Linked DNA regions of Sus scrofa: region 2 is linked to region 1. Evidence: chromatin contacts called from public Hi-C data. All regions are on one chromosome and are shown on one strand. The core of a region is the stretch at or near the end of the contact, and the rest is flanking DNA. Distances in the headings are between cores, read along the strand shown.

Region 1 (3,623 bases), core at 229-2,728:
GAAGAGCTTAGTGCAGGCCCTGTTATAGAGTAAGTGCCCATTAAATGCTAACTTACAGCATTAAAACTACTACATTTAGCATGGTTAAGCAATGAGATCGTACTGTACAGCACAGGGAACCATCTCCATCCTCTTGGGATAGAACATGATGGAAGATGATATGAGAAAAAGAATGGGTATATATGTAGGATTGGGTCACTATGCTGTATAGCAGAAATGGCCACAATACTATGAATCAACTACACTCTAATAAAAATAAAATAAAATTTAAAAACTGTTTATGTGTGAAGCAGTTTTCACAATAGGTTGGAGGAGGGAAGCCCAGACCCACAAATAGGTCATTTTGACATGACGTGTCACGGCCGGGATGGAGAGCCTTGTGGAATGGCATCCGCCCATCAAGGCTTCGGATGAGACTCTCCAGAGGAGAGGCCACCAACTGACTGTCAAGGATGGCACAAGCCCCCTCACATTTATGAGACACTGTTTGGGGTTATTCTGAGATTGCTTTTCACATAGATTTACTTTGTCTCTTGCAACTTGAGGTCTTGAAGTCTTTTTCAACTACAAAGTGTTCACCATATCTTAGCCCTCTGCTTGCTCACTGAATCCCACCCTGGGGTCTCAAGCGCATCAGTCATAGCTATGCTCACCTAAAGATCTGAGTTTTTCCTTAAGTATTTGGAAGACAAAGAAGGAAGATGAGCACGAGCCACTAAGGAACACCTTTTACGATGCCAAGCATCTCCCTCATATTATGGGTTTTAATACACACAGTAGTCCTTTGAGATTACCATGCTACGGTAATCCCATTTCACAGATGTAAAGACTAAGGGTCAGAGAGGAAATGTAGGTACCCAAGTCAACACAACACAAGATGACAGGCTGGAGTCTGTTCCCAGGTTGATCTTGGCCTTAAGCCTTCCCCAGCGCCCAAATCACTATTTTACATTGTTAGGAGATTTAAAAAGAGGAAGAACTGCAAGGTATATCACAGAAGGAAATGAGGTTGGACCCACAGTGGTCTCTGGAGTCATTTTCCTCTGAGTCTCCTGACTTCTTCCTGACTCCCAATGTCAATAATCAATCAACAGATCAATGAAGTCTCTTTCCATTAGCTGAGCAGGCATTCATTTGCTTTTCTAAGTCCCATTCAAGAAGCTGAAATCCCTTTCTTTCTTCCTGCTCAATTCATTTCTGGCCTGGATGGAGCGCCTTCGTGCTGGAAACCATACTGCATTTTTTGGCAGCGTTTCCACCTTGGCCTTCCCAAAGCCCTTCTCACCCACTACTAGCCAAACCAGGGACATGCACCCAAAGGGGCAGAACTGACCGGTCAGCCTCACCAGACCCAAGTCAATATAACTCACAGCCCAAGACTTAATTTAGAACCTCCCCCCGCCGCCACCATGTACCTTGGCGCTTATGTCTGTGGCTATCTTTCTGGCATGAGGATTTCTGCCAAGGTTATTTTCATGCTGACTGACACCTCTGTCTATTCTGGGAAAATATCTCTGGAGAGAAGCAGCTGGTGCCCAGGTCCCAAGACCTCTGGAATGTTCTATTGGACCATCTATGGTACACTGGTTTTCTGGGTGGGAATCCCTATTGTGAACTCTATAGAGACCTGGAGAGATTTTTTGCCCCCCCTCACACAAGTTAGAGGCAACTAAGGGCCCCCAGCCTTTGCTGATTCACATTTCTAATCGATCTACTGAAACAAACCATAAAAAGGAACGAAGTACTGATAAGCCAGACACCATGGTTGAACCTTAAAACACGATGCAAAGTGGGAGAAGCTGGGCACAAACTGTCACAGATGGTATGATTTCATTTACACGACATACCCAGAATAGGCAAATCCACAAAGACAGAAAGCAGGCTGGTGATTACAAAAGGGCTGGAGACAGCGGGGATGGGGAGGGGTGACTGCTTAAAGGGTATGGGGTTTTCTTTGGGAGTGATGAAAATGTTTTGAAATTAGATAGAGGTGGTGGCTTCTCAACATTGTGCAGGCACAATATGCCACTGAACCGAACTGTACACTTTAAAATGGTTCATTTTTTTTACACACATTTCATCTCCATTAAAAACAACAGCAACAAATCACTGCAGAAAGGACTTGACCTGGTTGACAGTGCTGCATACATGCATCAAGACACAAAATGAATGCAGTAAGAAATCGGAAGCAGAGGAAGTGGGGTAGGAAAGGAGAATGAATCCTGAGCATGCTTTTGACATGCAAACTACAAGTCTGGAGCTATCATTTGATTGTAAGAAGCAGTAACGATTTCAATGTGAGCTTCCCAGTGGGTGAAGCAAAAAGCAGGACATGAGTTCTTCCAAAATTTGAAGAGTCAGGTTATCAGAAAATGCTCTATTGAAGGTCAGAGGAATTTTCTTTTTCTTTCTTTTTTTTGTCTTTTTGCCATTTCTAGGGCCACACTCGTGGCATATGGAGGTTCCCAGGCTAGGAGTCGAATCGGAGCTACAGCTGCCGGCCTACAACAGAGCCACAGCAACGCGGATCTGAGCCATGTCTGCAACCTACACCACAGCTCATGGCAACGCCGGATCCTAAACCCACTGAGCAAGGCCAGGGATCGAACCTGCAACCTCATGGTTCCTAGTCAGATTCGTTAACCACTGAACCATGACGGGGACTCCCGGTCAGAGGAATTTTCTCCCGGGAGTCCCAAAGAAGTCATTTGTGGAGTAAAAGAGCTGGGTGCCCACTGGAGACAGGGTCTCCTGCTGAGCTCCTCTGTCTGGCCACTCACACACCAAAGCTCAAATACCAGTCTTTTCCTAAAAGAAGCAGGCTCAGCAAACCTCCTAGCCCATCCCTCCCAGATCCATAAAGGAAACAATCCCATTCAGAAAAGTGTGAGACCCACAGACCACCCCCCCCCAATAAACCAGACAGTATATCATTCACCAGTCATTTCACCCAATATTTGATGGGCATCTGTAGCCCGCCCTGCTTAGGCTCCAGGGGTACAATAGTCAGCAAAGCGTGACTTCTAGAATGGGAGAGAGAGATTATTTTTTTTTAAATCGCATAAACATGTAATTGCTAACAGTGCTTAGTATGAAGAAAAAAGCAGAGGAAATGGTGTGCCCGGATAACAGTGGAGGAACAAGTAGTGGCTGTGTTTGGAGGAAGGCTTCTCTTAAGGGAGTGCCATCTGAGATGAGACCAGAAGGAAAAATTAGACTGGAAGAGAGAAGGAAAGGCTTCCAGAGAGAGGAAAGAGCATGAGCAAAGGCCCTGAGGTGGGAGGGAGGAGCCCCAGGATGCCATGAAGTGACAGAAGGTCAGTGTCACTAAAGCAGAGAGTGACAGAGTGGAGAAAAGTGGCAAAGAGATGCACAGAGGTCAGGTCACGGCAGATCGAGGAGGGAGAGGAGAATGCACAGGTCCAGCTGCACCACTGCTCACGCTGGGGCTTGGAGGACCATGAAAACATGGCCACCAGGATGGGGAAAGAAGCTGTTTTCAAGGACTGAAGGATGTTAGGATGTTGTTTTATTCAGCAGTCTCCAGGCACAGGGAGGAGGATTGCAGAATGAACCAGACTCTTGTCTTACTGGTAATATTGGACCAGAGAGTTCGCACCTTT
Region 2 (3,452 bases), core at 649-3,148, 130 kb after region 1:
AGAACAGTACTTGGTGGAAATTTAACAATATAACTTGCCTACCTAACCCAAGAGGACAAGGGACTAATCTAAACCAAGAGCTTAAGCTAAACTATCAACTCTCGGGAGTTCCTGTTGTGGCTCTGTGGGTTAAGAATCCGACTAGTATCCATGAGGATGCAAGCTCAATCCCTGGCCTCGCTCAGCGCAGTCGTGTAGGCTATAGATGCCGCTCGGATCTGGCATTGCTGTGGCTGTGGTGTAGGCAGACAGCTTCGGCTCTGACCTAACCCCCAGCCTGGGGAACTTTCATGTGCCACAGGTGCAGCCTTTAAAAAACAAAACAAAACAAAAACCTAGCAATTCTCTTCATATTCCTCCTCTTCCTTGCCTTAAAGAACATATGCAAAGAACTCTGGCCAAATAAAAAAAATCATGGTTCTGACTCCCAAGCTGAAAAGATAGATGTCAATATCACCATTCCAGTCATTTCAACCTCACTTAATCCTGTGCCATCGCGTCTCCTCAACAGTGGCTTGGACAAATGTCTGAAATAGGATCTTGCACTATGGTCAAGTCATGGACCACAAGTAGAAATGCCTGTCCCTGCACCAGCCAATTGGAATATTTAAGCCAACATTCCATAGAATCATGCTGAGAAGGCCGATAGCCGTACTCATGCTCACGATGGACTCAAAAAAGTAGTCAGTGTGACAGGTCCAAAGTGTCACTTCGTTATTCACATCTCTGAGTTGAGAAACCTGTTATATTAGCCCATCCAGCATCTATGTCTCCCTTGGGGGGCAACAACACCCTTTTCTTTGCGGGGGGCTGTTGGTCTCCTCTCCCCTCCCACTTCCCATCGTATAGTCATGATGGATCTGTTAATCCTGGCACCCTGTGCTCCCCCACCCAAGGAGTGGGTACTGGACCCAAGAGAGGTCAATCGGACCCTCATTCACCCAGAAATTTCAAAGCTAGAAGAGACACAAGGTCAAAAAAGGTTAGCCTTTGATGGGCATGTCGGTAAAACCCCAGAGACAGCATTTCAGTCTTGCTACCCAAGCCCCCCGCATTGTCCTGGGTCCCCTCCTTTGCACAACGCAGGCTCTCAGCTTCTCTTTTGAGCCTATGAGTGGGCCCAACATCCTATTGATACATTCAGTTTCTGCTGCTTGCAGCTGGTGAACCTGGCCCCATACACTGAGCAAGGAAGTTCTGGTGTTGGCGCAGCAGGTTAAGGGTCCAGTGTTAAGGGTGGCACAGGCTGCAAATGTGGCTAAGGTTCGATTCCTAGCCTGGGAACTTTCACATGCCATGGGTGTGGCCTAAAAAAAAAAAAAAAAAAAAATACACCCAGCAAAACTACCTCAGCCAACTTACTTTTCCTTTAACTGGATTTAAAACCTGACAGAGACCTGAAAGCTTCCTTGGCTAACCTCCTCATTTTGCACAAGGATATGAAGGCCACGTAGCTTGTGTCCTTCTGTTCACCAGCAATGGTCACTTTTCCCCACCTGCCCTTGTGTGCTGAGCAGATTTCCAAACAATTTCCATTTCCCATGTCGATACAACCTAAACTGCTCTGGGTGGAAAGTCTGAAGTGTGACTCTCCTCCCTCCCCTCCTATGCCCAAACTGGCCCTCCACCACCACTTATCAAATGCCACATGAGAGTACACGCATCCTTCAGATATTCCAGGGAGAGTTTGCACACCCCTCAAAGCGTTCTTAGCCCACCACTCAGCACAGTCTTGTGGCTGTGCGTTCTGAGGCTCCTGCCTTCACTAAGGAGCTCCAAGAAAGGAGTGTGGCAGTGCCCACGCTCCGTCGTCTCTTGTCAGCAGCTCACCAGAGCTTGCCACGCCAAGCCAAGGACGTTCTATTCTGAGGGTGGCCCCAGAATGTTTCATTTCATCAGCACAGCACGAGTTTATTCTGGAGAGAGATGTTTTGGACACATTCATAGTAGCCTACGAGCAGTACTTCCTTATATGCAGAACACAAAATCATCACATAAAAATCTGACCCAACTGCCAGTGTGGGGTTTAAAATAAACACACTCACCCCCAAAAATTACCTCTCTGGGTTGGCCGAGTTTGCACCTCGGAGTCACAGGCTGCAACGGCGGTCCGGAGTCTGTAAAAGTCAGACTGCAGTGATCTTTGGTTCTTTGGGGAACAGCTGGGGATCAAAGCTCCCATTTTTCTCTGTTGAGCCGGAGGTCCTCGCTGGTCGCTGTGCAGACATTTCAAATCTGTGCCCTTTGGAAAAGCAATGACACAGGAGAGTTGGCTCAAGTTGTTCCCCGAAGCGCTGCCCAGGACTTTCCGAGCAAGAGCCGGAAGGAAACCCAGACTTGCCTACGTTCTCCAAGGGAGTCAGGAGGCACAGCAGCTCAGACTCAGCTGGTCAGCCCTGGGCCTTTTCTCATGCATTCCCTCTGCTCTGCAAAGCCCTGGGATGCATTCTCCAAACCCACCTCTCCCCCCACCCCAACCTGAACGAGGTGCCCACAGCCCTGCCCACCCTGCTGTGCTCCCCTCTGTGACAGAACTCCATCATGTGGCTCTTTCAGTGCCCATTTACAAGTTTCTCTCCCCGATAGAAAGACTGAGCTCCTTGAGAGCCTGGGGTTCATCTGCCTCCGTGTCCCCAGCGCCCAGCACAGCGCCACACCCACAGTAAGCACTGCATGGAGAGAACAGAGCTAAAGACACAGAAGCACCACAGACACAATGTTGACCACGGCTCCCGGCCCCAGAAGCAAGCAGCCCTGTCGATGGATCACCTAGCTCTGCCGGTGCCAGACCCCCCCAAGCCCAGGGAGAAAGTAGCCTGGCCTCGCTGTCTGCAGCCCTTCACACGGCCAGCATTCCCCAAGTGTTAAGGCGACTGGAACCTCCAAGAGGCTGTTGAGAGCAGCATTTGAGATCAAGGCATCTGGAACCAGACAGCTGGGTTCAAATTTTGCCTCCACTACTCAATAGTTCCAGCAACATGGGCAAGGTAGCCTTTGATGCCTTGACTTCCCAATCTGTGAAAGGGGGATAATTATAATACAACATCTCAGGATCATTGTAAAGATAGTGAGCTAATCTAGGTAAAACCCCTTGTGCCTTCATTATGTTATGAGTTATTTTTTATTGAGATATAATGTACATATGATTATATATGTTTAAGCTATATGACGTGCTGACTTCCCATATTTATATTACAATATGACTACCACCATAGTTTTAGCTAATATCTCTATCACATCACATAATTAACATTCCACCTTTGTGGTGAGAACATTTAAATTTAGTGTTACAGTAATTCTGAAGTACTGCATATAATACAGTATTGTTAACTACAGTCCCTAAACCCATACTTAACTGTAATCACTTACCTACCTATAATCACTCCACCTACAATGGTTTAGGTGGTACCCAGACATAGCCTTAAAGAACATTAAATCAAGGAATGAATTTG

Evidence for each region. Hi-C and Micro-C count contacts between places; a contact is called where the count stands out from the background.
Region 2: a Hi-C map of heart right ventricle shows a contact between it and region 1, with 2.8 times the contacts expected there. The contact joins two enhancer-like sites. A contact is called at or near these places in 3 of 47 Hi-C or Micro-C datasets (epiblast stem cells, fibroblasts and heart right ventricle) and 1 of 2 datasets of contacts at active chromatin or transcription factors (skeletal muscle).

The regions. Positions count from the first base shown.
Region 1 is chr16:50,807,608-50,811,230 of Sscrofa11.1, forward strand. No RefSeq gene overlaps it. Among named protein-coding and RNA genes, the nearest start is that of BOD1, 75 kb to the left of the region's middle. Within about 2 kb of position 1,479, at least 5 of the 83 cell types and tissues checked have an H3K27ac peak or open chromatin away from gene starts, as enhancers often do.
Region 2 is chr16:50,934,018-50,937,469 of Sscrofa11.1, forward strand. No RefSeq gene overlaps it. Among named protein-coding and RNA genes, the nearest start is that of STC2, 54 kb to the right of the region's middle. Within about 2 kb of position 1,899, at least 3 of the 83 cell types and tissues checked have an H3K27ac peak or open chromatin away from gene starts, as enhancers often do.